2 separate regions of the Zea mays genome follow, and region 2 is linked to region 1. The links are chromatin contacts, called in public Hi-C maps. All regions are on one chromosome and are shown on one strand. Each heading gives the region's core, a stretch centred on a gene start, on an enhancer-like site or on the middle of the called end of the contact. The rest is flanking DNA. Distances are from core to core; before and after follow the strand shown. Region 1 holds the start of LOC100281055 (sorbitol transporter). Region 2 has its middle 86 kb from the start of LOC103644503.

Region 1 (7,353 bases), core at 2,654-5,153:
GACAATTCTTTTTGTATCAATCTACAGAAAGCTTTATTACCAGATAAGTCGACTGTGCTTGACCGAGCAATGATCGAGCATAATCTCCTTAGTGCCAGTAAACTTTACACAAATATCAGGTGAACTGACTTGCCTATGTTTACTAAATTCATTACGATCTAATCATGCTAATCAACCATCTTATTTCTACAGCTTTGATGAGCTTGGGACATTACTGGGGATTGATCCAAGGAAGGTAAACCTCTTATGACATTATCTTTACATCTTCTCAACCCTTGCGTGGTGTGGTTAACTTTGTTTTGATATCCAAGGAAAACTACTGCGAAGACCTAGTAATTCCGCACCATATAGTTTTGTTTCCCGTGAGCTGGAAAGTTTTGTTTTTCCTAGGTTATACTTATGTAATTATGTTTTTTTGGTATCTGATGACATATAATTACATGTTTGCTTGCTTACGTTAATTATTTGTGCTCATATTTTATTTAAACATTATATTTACATTACAGCACCTAAAAGCTGTGTTGTAGATGAGACCTGACTACAGATAGAATTCTGGTTTCATTAAGTTTTGCGATTTTCTAAACTTGATTGTAGTTCCCTATATTTGGATATTTGACAGGCTGAGAAGATAGCATCTCGGATGATTTATGAGGATAGAATGCGGGGCTCAATTGATCAGGTGCTTAAACAAGTTATTTTCTTGAAATAATCTATATGATGTTAAAGCATAAAAATTTCTGCTGTAGATTTGCCTTTGTAAGTTGATAGTGACTGGAACCATGTCCACCCGAATATTTTCTGTTGGTTCCTAGGTTGAGGCTGTGATACATTTTGATGATGACACGGAAGAGCTGCAGCAATGGGATCAGCAGGTTAGTACCACAAAGCGTTTCATGTCATGGAAATTGGAAAGGCAATGCACGTAGACAAATCCGCACTCACCTGTAGCACAGAAGCCTCATGTTTGTCTCAACCTCCTGCGATCTGACACCTATGCCAATTATTATTTTCAAGAAAATTAATTAATCGCCCTGATCGGTTGTACTTGCTTGATACTTGCAGATTGCTGGACTGTGCCAAGCCCTGAACGACATCCTTGACAGCATGTCAAGCAAGGGAATAACTATTCCGGTGTGAATAAATATCTCATGCTGTCGGTCGATGGTGCATGGCAGAACTGCTTCCATGCCCCGGAATCCAGAATCAACATTTTGTATAGTTTGCAGCTGCAAATGTGTATCTTGTGATTTTGGGGGGAGGATGCTTGTTTAAGTAACGCTCACTGGATACCTTGTAGCACTACTGTTTCAAGAGCGCTCGAATGATTCAGTAAGGGCTTTCGGTTTCATCAGAATCCATATGTGGATTGGCTGAGTTTCAATCCATAGCAAGTCAAAATTCTTTATAATTTTTCCAAACTTTTTCAATCCCTGAGGCATAGGAATTACCGAACATAGAATTAAGGGAACAAGGCCTAAACCGGCGGGATACTATGCCAGCAAGTACTAGTAGTATAACTGAAAACTGCTCAAGGCAAGAGCAGCATAGAGCATACTATGCTAGCAAGTAGTAGGTGGAAACTGCTGATCGGGTCTTATTCGTAGTTCATTTTGTTCAAAGGCATCTAAACTCATCTGTAGCACAGTTAAGCGAACGACACGCGCAAGACTGTCAAGTCCTTTGTACGAGTGGTGGTTGTTTCGCAAGGCAATCTGTACAGGGTCCCCTTTTTATTTGTGCACCCACCCTAAACCCAACAGTTCAGTGGCATGAGTTACTACTGATACTCTTCGTCGTTAATAGTGAGACATTTATAATAACTTTACTAGCTAGTTGTCTATACATTGCTACAGTTCCTATATATTATATATGTAGACTTTTTTAAATGAGATATTTATTTAATCACATTTATATTTCTTTAATTTTCAATATTAGTATATATTTACAATATGTCACCTAACACAAAAGGATGTGTGCCGTAGTGCTGAATAGCTGATCGTCTCAAACCGAGCCGGGCCGGGGGAATTCGCTGGCGCTGCGCGCGGTAGACGGATGGGCGCGGGGCAACACACAAAGAAACTCGTGCTTTAAAGGTGCAGTAATCTAAGTAAAAAAAAAACAGTCTGTGTTTTTTACTAGCGTACATACTATCAGATACAGATCAGGTCACTGTTGGCTACTACTCAACTCAGTGGACTTCTGCGCATCGTGTCCATCTTCCTTGTCCTCGTCGTGGTCGCCACCGCCGAAGAGCTTCTCGGTGTCCTCTAGGTTGCTGCCCCTCGTCTCCGGCAGGAAGAAGAACATGAACAGCCACCCGGCAGCAGCAATGCCTGCATACAAGTAGAAGCTCCCGGCGAAGGTGATGGCCTTGTAGAGCGAGATGAAGGACATGGTGATGGTGCCGCTCATGACCCGGTTCATCGCCGTGCCGAGTGCGCAGCCCTGCGCGCGGAGCCGCAGTGGGAATATCTCTGAGCTGTACACCCACGCGATCGGGCCCATGCCGATGGAGAAGGACGCCACGAACGTGAGAACCGCCGCGATGCTCACGCCCGCCAGCGACGTCGCCTGTCCCTCTGGGAGCCGGTCGATGGCGCGCAACGCCGAGGCCAGCGTCACCAGCGACACCACCATCCCGCCCGCGCTTGTGAGCAGCAGCGGTCTCCGCCCGACGCGGTCGAGGAAGAACGTGGCCACCAGGATGAACAGCGTCTTGGTCGCGCCCACCGCCATGGTGGCGCCCAAAGAGTTGTTGTTCGACCTAAGCCCAGCCTTCTCGAACACCCGCGGGCTGTACAGCACCACGGAGTCGATGCCGGAGGCCTGCTGGAAGAACTGGAGGCCGAGGCAGGCGATGAGTATGCGGCGGACGGGCGGCGTCGGGCGGATGAGGAGGTCCCTCCACACCCCTTCGCCATGGCTGCCCTTGTTCCTGCGGGCGACCACCACCACGTCGTCGTCGTTGTCGCCGACGCCGTCTGGGATGCCGATGGCATTCTTGATGTCGGCGAGCCGCTCCTCGGCCTCGGCGGGGGAGTTGGAGGTCTTGGCCAGCACGCGGCGCGCGTCGCCGATGCGCCCCTGCATGACGAGCCACCGCGGCGACTCCGGCATGGCGAGGACCCCCAGTGCGAGGAAGATAGGCGGGACGGCGCCGACGAGGAACATGACGCGCCAGCTGAGGTGCACGGGGAGGCCGTGGAAGGCGTAGTTGGAGACATACCCGAGGAGCACCCCCGTGTTGATGAACACCTCCGGGAAGGACGTGAGCAGGCCGCGCGCCGACGTGGGCGAGACCTCGGCCGTGTACACGGGTGCGATCATGAGCGCGTATCCGACGCCGACGCCCGCCACGAAGCGGCCAAGCATGAGGATCGTGTAGCTCGGGGCGAGGCCCATGATGAGCGCGCCCGCGAAGAAGATGGCCGCCGCGAGCACCATGGTGTACCGCCGGCCGAGCCAGTCGGACGTCCGGCCCGCCGCGAGCGAGCCGACGAGCGAGTAGATATTGATGATGCCGGCGAGGATCTCGATCTGCGTGTCCGTGATCTTGAGGTCCTGCTTCATGAATAGCTGCGCTCCGCTCATCACCGACACATCTGCATACAAATAGCATGAGGCGCACGTACGCGTGCTGCATATGGCAACGGCCAACGGGTGCATGGAATTGTATGCATCATGCGTGCGCGTACCGTAGCCGAGGAGGATGGAGTTCATGGAAGCGAGGACGGCGCAGGCGAGGGCGTACTTGTTAAGCGGTGGGCGCTTTGCCGGCGCCTCGGGGGCTGGGATGCCGCCGTCGTCGGCGGCGTCGTGCTGCTTGGAGTTGGACATGGCGAAACGGAGGACACGCGCGCCCGGGTGGAGAGCGGGATGTGGCTCTCGTTCGACACTACTTGCTGTGTCCAGTGCCACTGTCTCTTCTCACACACTTATGGCCGGCCGGTCTTCGTTTGAAAGAATGCTGATGTCGCCATTCTTGAGTAGAAAAATGCCGTGACGATCAAACACTTCAAAACAGCAGTGGTACTGATTTGTGGTTTAGGATTATTCTTCCTGTGCCGTCCTTTGTGCAAGGGGCAGAAGGTGACTGAAAGAGTACGGAGCTGTAGCGGTCAAGGATGTAAAACGACAGTTTTGTTTGACCACCAACCGTGGCAAAAGACCAAACAAGTGGGACTGAAATTTCTAAGATGGTAAAGCACAATGATAGACAATAAAAGGCGAATAATTGTGGAAAATTAAAAATAATCATAGCACCTCCTCCTAATCTTAAAACCAATTTAATTCAACTGATCAAAATACATAACTTCGATCGACTTAATGTTTTAACAAATTAAATTAGACAAAATTATACAACTAACCTAACTGAATGACATTGATCGGACTTTCGGATCTAGGCATATTAACGAAACAAGATCGTTGTGATTGAGAATGAGTTGTGACAGAGAATGACAAAAACCAATCAAACCCTAATTTCGTGATAAACTAAGAACCATAAAAGATTAATTATATAAAGTTTGCATGTTACTAACTTGATGCCTTAGCAATGATCTAGATGATTCAAATCAATAGTAACAACTGAAATTATTAGATCAATCTAGAAATAAACACATGCAAATAATGAAGAGAGAGAGAGGAACAAGATTACGACACTAATCTTGGATGAACATTACCTTAATCATCAAAATTGTATGTACAAAATGCTCTACAAAAGCACCAAAAGTTTTTCTCTCGAAATCTCCATAATCTCTATATTAATCTAATCTATTAGATCTAATTTATTGCTCTCTAATCTGCTATCTCAAAAATGAAAAACATCTCCTATTTATAAGGAGAATAAAGTTCAATTTAGCCCAGCTAGCCTCTCGCCATGGGCCGCAAGCCCCACCTAGGCTGCAACTCCGAGTGGGCTGAGCGCCCTGGTATTGCTTATTCACACTAGCCCGCTAGGCCCACAGGGCAACTACCCAACACCAAGCTCCCACCACTGGGTCGACCAACCCATGTCGCCCGCCCCTAGCTAGCTTAGCCAACCACCTCCATGTACGAGTGAGCCGCTTGGCCGAACAGGTTGCCAGCCCTAGACGACTAGGCCGGCTTGGCCACCTGGCTACTAGCTGAGCCAGCCAACTGGGAGCCTTTTTTCTTTTAGACACATCAAGCATGTCTCAATTGCATGTAACTGTCAAATGCATCGATGGCTGGTTCAAACGTCCTGCATAACAACTTTGACCGGTAGCACCTCAGTTCCTCCCAAACTTAGTCCCTAAACCAAGTTTTCGTACCTTATTTTCTCCCTAAACTTAGTCCATAAAACTAGTTTTATCCTTGTTAGTCACATTTCACATCAGCCAACACCTAACATTATTGTTGATGTCATAATGGACACTATGTTCATGTGTGTGTGATACTTGCTTGTTTGCGCTCTATCTCCTCCTAGTTTAGCTCAAGCTTGATGTGCTCATCCTTAAGGTTAGCTTGCTAGGTGTTGGGGACTTGTTCTCAAATGCTATGAATTAAGAACAAGGCAACATAAAATGTTAAATGTTAATGCCCTTCACCCGCTGAAGCATTATTTCCTCAAGGATTTAATGAACTTCGGACGAAGGTTAAAAACGGAACAATTACGAAGGATGAATCTTCGTAATTGAACTCTCAGAAATTATATAAAACAATACGAGATATGAATCATTAAAGACAAATAAATTATAAGTAAACGACATCATTTTTATATTATTGTCGGCGTTTCGAGACCGGGGGTCCCTCGGGCCGACGAGTGAGTGCCGCGTGCCCCAGCCCAGATGGGTCGAGCGCGTGGGCGAGCGCGAAGGGGGGAAGGAGCGAGGCGGCCGGAGACCGGCGTGAGAGAGGTGGGAATCCCGCGGCCTTCGTGTTCGTCCCGCGCCCAGGTCGGGTGCGCTTGCAGTAGGGGGTTACAAGCGTCCACGCGGGAGAGGGAAGCGAGCGGCCCCAAGAGAGCGCCTGTCCCGTCCTCGTCCCCGCGCGGCCAACCTTCCCTAAGAGGGCCCTGGTCCTTCCTTTTATAGGCATAAGGAGAGGATCCAGGTGTACAATGGGGGGGTGTAGCAGAGTGCTACGTGTCTAGCGGGGGAGAGCTAGTGCCCTAAGTACATGCCGATGTGGCAGCCGGAGAGATTTTGGCACCCAGCTGGTGTGATGTCGTGGCCGTCGGAGGAGCGATGGAGCCTGGCGGAGGGACAGCTGTCGGAGCGGCTGGGTCCTTGCTGACGTCCTCCTGCTTCCGTAAGAGAGCTGAGAGCCGCCGTCGTCACAGAGCATGCGGGGCGCCATCATTGCCTATCTGGCGGAGCTAGCCAGATGGGACACCGGTCTTGTTCTCTGCGGCCCGAGTCAGCTCGGGGTAGGGTGATGATGGCGCTTCCTGTTGACGTGGCTGGCCTGCGCCCTAGGTTGGGCGACGTGGAGGCTCCTCCGAAGCCGAGGTCGAGTCTGTCTTCCATGGCCGAGGCCGAGTCCGAGCCCCTGGGTCGGGCGAGGCGGAGGTCGTCGGCAGAGGCCAGGGCGGAGTCCGAGCCCTGGGGTCGGGCGGAGCGAAGTTCGTCGTCTTCTGGGGCTGAGCCCGAGTCCGAGCCCTGGGTCGGGCGGAGCGGAGTTCGCCGTCTTCCGGGACTTAGCCCGAGTCCGAGCCCTGGGTCGGGCGGAGCGGAGTTCGCCGTCTTCCGGGACTTAGCCCGAGTCCGAGCCCTGGGTCGGGCGTAGCGGAGTTCGCCGTCTTCCGGGTCTTAGCCCGAGTCCGAGCCCTGGGTCGGGCGGAGCGGAGTTTCCTATGGTGTCTTTGGTAGGGCCTGACTGCCTGTCAGTCTCACTCTGTCAAGTGGCACTGCGGTCGGAGTAGCGCAGGCGGCGCTGTCCTTCTGTCAGGCCGGTCAGTGGAGCGGTGAAGTGACGGCGGTCACTTCGGCTCTGCCGGGGGGCGTGCGTCAGGATAAAGGTGTCAGGCCACCTTTGCGTTAAATGCTCCTGCGATTCGGTCGGTCGGTGCGGCGACTTAGTCAGGGTTGCTTCTTAGCGAAGGCAGGGCCTCGGGCGAGCCGGAGATGTGTCCGCCGTTGGAGGGGGGCCTCGGGCGAGACGGAAATCCTCCGGGGTCGGCTGCCCTTGTCCGAGGCTAGGCTCGGGCGAGGCGTGATCGAGTCGCTCGAATGGACTGATCCCTGACTTAATCGCACCCATCAGGCCTTTGCAGCTTCATGCTGATGGGGGTTACCAGCTGAGAATTAGGAGTCTTGAGGGTACCCCTAATTATGGTCCCCGACAGTAGCCCCCGAGCCTCGAAGGGAGTGTTAGCACTCGCTTGGAGGCTTT
Region 2 (6,440 bases), core at 2,265-4,764, 100 kb after region 1:
TATCAAAGACCAAAGCATAATAGTCTTATGGTAGCATTGTTTTCTCGAATGGTTCTTCATATTCCAATTAAAAATAATCTTATCATGCATAATAAATAACTCAACAATAATAAATCATGATCAATATTGCATGTTTAACAATTAACTAAGTAGAGCAATAGCAAGTATACCAAATAATCAATATTCAAGTTATAAATAAGGTATAGGGAAACAAAGCTAGGTACTCTATTAGGTTCCCATCAATTTAACCTAATAGGGCATGCATATGTGAGAACATAACAATAAATATTATTAGGTCAAAGCAACATGATCAAGGACACACTTATCTTTTTGGTGCAACTCCAACTCCTCAGATACTTTCCCAAGGTTGGGTCAGGTTCCTCGTAACCTCGCTCTTTTATTTGCAGCAAAGCATACAAATAGACAAATAATAAATAAAAATAACATTACACTAAACATGAAAAACAGTTGTGTAATACAAATCTACGTGTCAAGACAAGTTGTAGGTTCGAGAACCACTAAAATCAAAATTAAGATCTAAAAGTTATAGATTAAATAAGTTTTAGGGATATTTTAAATATAAATCTGAGAGCACCTAGGGGGGTGAATAGGTGATCCTGTAAAAATCAAATACTTGAAGCCACAAAACTTGATTAGGTGTTAGTGCAATAGAGTCAAGTGGCTAAGGATCGAGCTCTTGTGAAACCCAGTGGTCATGAAGAAGGCAAGCACAAGAGACACGGAGATTTATCCCGTGGTTCGGCCAAGTATCACACTTGTCTACTCCACGTTGTTGCGTCCCAATGGACGAGGGTCGCACTCAACCCCTTTCAAGTGATCCAATGATTAACTTGAATACCACGGTGTTTTCCTTTCTTTCACTATTTCCTGTTCGCGAGGAATCTCCACAACTTGGAGCCTCTCGCCCTTATAAATGATGATCACAAAGAAGCACGGAAGTAAGGGAGGGAAGAGCAACACACACAAGACTCAAAGAACGAGCACAATCACGCACACAAACCACAACTTGAGCTCACAACACGATGCAGGGAGTTCACTACTCAACTAGAGCTCAAGTCACTTATTACAAAGAATCAAATGCGCGAGAATAGAGTCTTGGTGCTTGGGGATGATCAAAGAATGCTTGGTGTACTCCTTCATGCGCCAAGGGGTCCCTTTTATAGCCCCAAGGCAGATAGGAGCCGTTGGAAGCAATCTAGAAAAGCAATTCTTGCCTTTTGTTGGGTGGTGCATCGGACAGTCCGGTGCACCACCGGACAAGCACTGTTCATAGTCCGGTGCATATTGCCTTCCAAAAATAGAACAGTCGACCGTTGCAGAAATGGAGCCGTTGGCGCACCGGATACTGTCCGGTGCACACCGGACAGTCCGGTGCCCCCTGCCGACCGTTGGCGCGGCCACGTGTCACGCGCGGATTGCGCGGCCGACTGTTGGCGCAGTCGACCGTTGGCTCACCGGACAGTCCGGTGCCTCACCGGACCGTCCGGTGAATTTTAGCCGTACGCCGTTGAACGATTCCCGAGAGCGACGACTTCGCCGCAGACGGCTCACCGGACAGTCCGGTGCACCACCGGACAGTCCGGTGAATTATAGTCGTACAACGCCGTCAGTTCTCGAGAGTAGCCTGTTCACCGGAGGCTGGCCTGGCGCACCGGACACTGTCCGGTGCACCACCGGACAGTCCGGTGTGCCAGACTGCGCTGAGTCTTGGCTGTTTCAGCCAAGATATTTTCTTCTTCTCTTTTCTCTGATTCCAGCACTTAGACAAATAGGTTAGTACAAAAACCAATGTACTAAGTCTAGAATCATACCTTCTTGTTGATTTGCACTTCATCAATCATTTGGCACAAGATTACTCGCTCAATACGTGTTGGGCACTTAATCACCAAAACTATACTAAAAATGGCCCAAGGGCACATTTCCCTTTCAAAATCTTATATTAAAATTACTACCAGGGCTAATTGAGAGCACCTAGAGGGGGGAGGGTAAATAGGTGATCCTGTAAAATTCAACACTTAAACAACACAAACTTGGTTTATGAAATTTTAGTGAGGTCAAAACCAAGGTGCTATGAATATAGAGAGAACCCTTCACTTGATTGTTCCTTTAGAATGTGTATTGAACTTAGGAACAATAGGACAAGTGATTAAGTGAGAACTCTAAGAAAGAAATCAGTCACAATGAAAAGTGGCACAAGAGACACGGTGATTTTATCCCATGGTTCAGCCAGTGCCTACTCCACATTGTGGTGACCTCCTTTGGTCAAGGATTGCACTCAATCCCTCTCAAGTGATCCAATGATCAACCTTGAGTACCACAATTTTCTTTCTTATAGCAGATGTTTCCCTTTGTGAGGAATCTCCGCAAGTTGGAGCCTCTCACCCTTACAATATTGATCACAATAAAACCACAAGAGTAAGGGAGGGAATAGGAACACACGCAAGCGCTACAGTCGCAGCAACACCACGCACACAAGTCAAGAATAAAAACACATCGCAGTGAGTTCATATCTCAAACAAGTGCTCAAATCTCAAACACAATGAATCAGATGCGTGTTTGCGGAGTCTAGGCGTCTTAAGATGTTCAATGGAGGCTTGGTGTACTGCTCCATGCACCTAGGGGTTCTTTTTATAGCCCCAAGGTAGCTAGGAGCCGTTGGAGCTCCATTTGTTAGGCAATTCTTGCCTTCTATTCGTGGGTACATCGGACAGTCTGGTGCACCACCGAACATGAACAGTGCACGATTTCTTTCCTTGTTTGGCGAAGCCGACCGTTGCAGCCATGGTCCCCTTGGCACACCGAACAGTGTCCGGTGCACACCGGACAGTTCGGTGTGGCCTGGTGACTATTGGCTCTGGCCACGCGTCGCCCGTTGATTGCGCGCTGATCATGCTGCCGACCGTTGGCGCGGACGTTGTTAGCTCACCGTACAGTCCGGTGCACACCGGACAGTCCAGTAAATTTTAGCCGCAGCATCCCCAGCGATTCCCGAGAGTAGCGAGTTCGTCGATGCGCCAGCCTGGGCACCAGTGTCTAGTGCACACCGGACAGTGTACGGTGCACCTGTAGCTGGTGCATGTCTGGCTGTTTCAGCTTAACTCCTTTTGCTCCCTTTGGACTTGACTTAATTGAGTTCCTGGCACTTAGACAAGCATGTTTAGCACATAAAACAAATGACTAAGTTTCTATAACTTACCTTCATATTTGATCCATCTAGATATACCTTTGCTCAATATTATGTTAGTTTTCACATAGTGTGTTGTGCATCTAATCACCAAAATAATATAGAAATGGCCCAAGGGCACATTTCTCTTTCACTAATCTATAAAATGAGGGACCTCAGTGTAAGTCTTCTCTATAGACATGGAAAGGCATGTTCTTTTCTATATTTCCTAGGGTCTTTTTAGTAAAAGGTACTCGCTGTTATAACTGTGTGCCAACCCTTGTCGTTAGATCTGTGATCAACGGACAGGACTAGAAGCTCCCTTCGCCCAAACCAGTATGCCATGTTGGTCGCAGGATCTGTGATCAACGACCCAATTTTAATTAGATGCGATCTAATCCATGCCATCTACCCAGGATTTGACAGCCCACAGTCATCTTCTAGCTCTCGTCACTGTGCCCTGGCGGCAGAACAGGGCTCCACCCAGAGAACTCGTTGGCACACACAAATCGACGAATCAATAATCGAATCATGCCCCCCGACCGATGTAAACGGAGGCCCGACCACCGTGAATGTGATAGCCGCCCACATTTCCTGAATCAGCTCACCCAAAGCTCTGATCATGACGCATTCTGCTCCCGCGGCGGCGCCATCGTCGACGAAACTCGCCCACAAATTCTGGTGTCCAAACGATCGTGTGGCTACATGCTAAATGACCCTAGGCATACAACAAACTAATGGTGCAGATTCTTACCGAAGATTGAGACATGGATGATGCTAGACACGTTGTGCAGTAACTCCGCGGCTTCCCTCAACGTCAACGAGGAATCTCCAGACTTCCCCAGCGAGGGCACAATCTCCTTCTGTGCGTCCCAACGAAGCTCCCTTAGCAAAACCCCCGAGGTTGAGAGCTGGTGTGGATGAACTCCGGGTGCGGCGGCTTGGTTTTCCCCTGTTTTTCATGGCGGCGATGATTGCACTAAGCACCTAGCCTTAAGCCGAGTCTGTGGTGGCTTCTGTAAGCGCGATATAGGGCATAGGATTGTAACGACCGATCCAACAGAATCTCAACAAACTCACATGGATTTCAACAATCCCAGTGGTCAACTTCGTGGAGAAGAAGAATGTGGTGTTTAGGTGATTAGGTCCCACTTGCGAGAGAAGTTAGGACAGGCAGACGCGGATAAGCCACTGGCGAATAGCCCCACCTATTCAAATTAGAATTCTAGCATCAAAATTCAAATCTAAATTTTGTACCACCAGAATCTAATAGTACCATTTATTTATTTTAGGAAGATAAGCTCAAGGGTAAGAAATTCCTTATTGAAAGATATTTTAATCCAAATATTTTAGAGAATATTTCTAAATCACCAAAAATAGGATTTTGGGGTGCTACAAATTCTACCCCTAAAAAGAATATCATCCTTGAGATTAGGGTAGAGCAGAGAAGGGATGTAGAGACTTTTGTTTTGTAGTTTAGGTACTAATTCCCAATTGTTTCCAATACCAAAAGTCTATGTTTTGTCTTTCATACTAATTAGCAGGTGACTAGGAAAGCTAGAGTATGCTAACCTTAACTATCTAATAGGCAATATGAGAGAAGGCTGGGAACTTTCGAGTGAATCATGTGAGAAAATAATTTCTGGGAGTAGAATCCAAATTATCTAACTAACCTATTTTTCAGTATTAATTAATCCGAGTTAAATACTTCTAACTTTTAGATAGGTGCAAGAAAATAAATCAGATGAGATAAGAGATTCGGATTAGATTAGATCAGACTAGATCAGATCAGATCTTGGTTGCTCCTCTAGGTTGTGGGTAATTAGATTAGGAAAGGGGTACTAACATCGAATTAGTTTGAGGTTGATTTAGATTCTAATCTATTTATTTATATATATGTATGCACATATTAATAAAGATGTTATTGTGGCATAACTCTACAACACATCGCACTCAAACAAAGAGGCCAATCAAGCATTTATCATAAGAACAAATATTCAAGCACATCAATTTATATAAAAAAGAGTTTTTCCTATAGTTTACGATTCCTAGAATTAGGAGTTAGGACTTATATTTCTTAGGAAAATCTTAAATGCAAGATCCCAAGCGTGAAATTCATTTTGTCTTTAGGAGTGAAAATATAAAAAACTTAGGAGATAAGCATTAAAAGTTGAGAATAGATCAAGGAAAATATAGAAAATATTAAAGTCATAAAGGTAACTAGGCAAAGATTTGACCAGATCTATCTAGGATACATCCTACAGTCAATATGGCTCTGATACAACTTCTGTCACATCCTGATTTAAGGACAAATCTAGATAAAGGTCATATGTGTGTTAGGATCAAGTTTCACACATATGATGACTCAGCGTTTCAAAACCAATATCATAATCTTTATTACATAATGAAATGTCTTTACAATAACAACTAAATATAATAAACTGAGATAAGGTAACTTCTCCATAGATGCGGTTGAATGAGAGATGACGACCTAGATCTCATCGAACTCATCCTAGTAATCCTCCTCCGGTGGTACATGTTCTTGACCTAGGCATTAATCATATGAAGTGTGAGCTCTCTTACGGTCATCGTTCAACAAGTGTGTAGGAATATGACTGATGTTGAGCACTAACTTTTAATTAAGTAAATATCATCCCAATTAAATAACTAATTATAAATGAAATACCCAAAATGCAATGCATATTCTGTTTAATATAATTTCATAATTAACTCATGTGAGTGTCCGAGCTGCTCGTAACCATGAGCATGACTGGTATATTAGTTTTACACTCTACAGAGCTCGCACATCTTTACCCACAAGTCGTGTATCCATTATATTCTGCGTTTGCAAGGCCCTTAGACACTTCTAAAGTGAATGGCTAGGGATCCACTACCAGGCCTTTACAAAGTTTTACTAGTATGAGAAAACCCGCTATGGTTTTAGGTAGAGGGGGTATAGGTCTTTTCCACAGTTTGAAACACCATTGTAGCAATTCCAACCAACCCTATACTTGTGCAACTCCTCCCCGCTTGTCCCTTTCGTTTAAGATTCTTACACACTAGCTTCTCTAATTAATTAGCCAAGACTAGAACCACAATAGTCTTGTGGTAACACTGTTTTCCCGAGTGGTTCTTTATGTTCCAATTAAACAAAATAATCTTAACATGCATAATAAATAACTCATCAATAATAAATCTTGATCAATGATTCATGTTTAACTATTAACCCATAACCAAGTAGAGCAATAACAAGTCT

The links. Hi-C and Micro-C count contacts between places; a contact is called where the count stands out from the background.
Region 2: a contact with region 1 is called in a Hi-C map of leaf, with 6 times the contacts expected there. The contact joins the enhancer-like site here to the promoter of LOC100281055 in region 1. A contact is called at or near these places in 11 of 25 Hi-C or Micro-C datasets (bundle sheath, ear, leaf and 3 more) and 1 of 3 datasets of contacts at active chromatin or transcription factors (seedling).

What each region holds. Positions count from the first base shown.
Region 1 is chr1:23,818,781-23,826,133 of Zm-B73-REFERENCE-NAM-5.0, forward strand. It overlaps LOC100281055 (sorbitol transporter), which reads right to left and starts at 3,904. Exons shown (of 2, transcript NM_001153974.1): 1 at 3,696-3,904; 2 at 2,084-3,602. The coding sequence starts at 3,837. The coding sequence ends at 2,167. It overlaps LOC100192688 (COP9 signalosome complex subunit 4), which reads left to right. Exons shown (of 14, transcript NM_001137893.1): 10 at 28-119; 11 at 193-235; 12 at 620-679; 13 at 813-872; 14 at 1,063-1,379. The coding sequence ends at 1,137.
Region 2 is chr1:23,918,782-23,925,221 of Zm-B73-REFERENCE-NAM-5.0, forward strand. No RefSeq gene overlaps it. Among protein-coding and RNA genes, the nearest start is that of LOC103644503, 86 kb to the right of the region's middle. Within about 2 kb of position 3,515, at least 10 of the 20 cell types and tissues checked have an H3K27ac peak or open chromatin away from gene starts, as enhancers often do. A contact at or near this core is called in bundle sheath, leaf and leaf mesophyll, where this site is marked.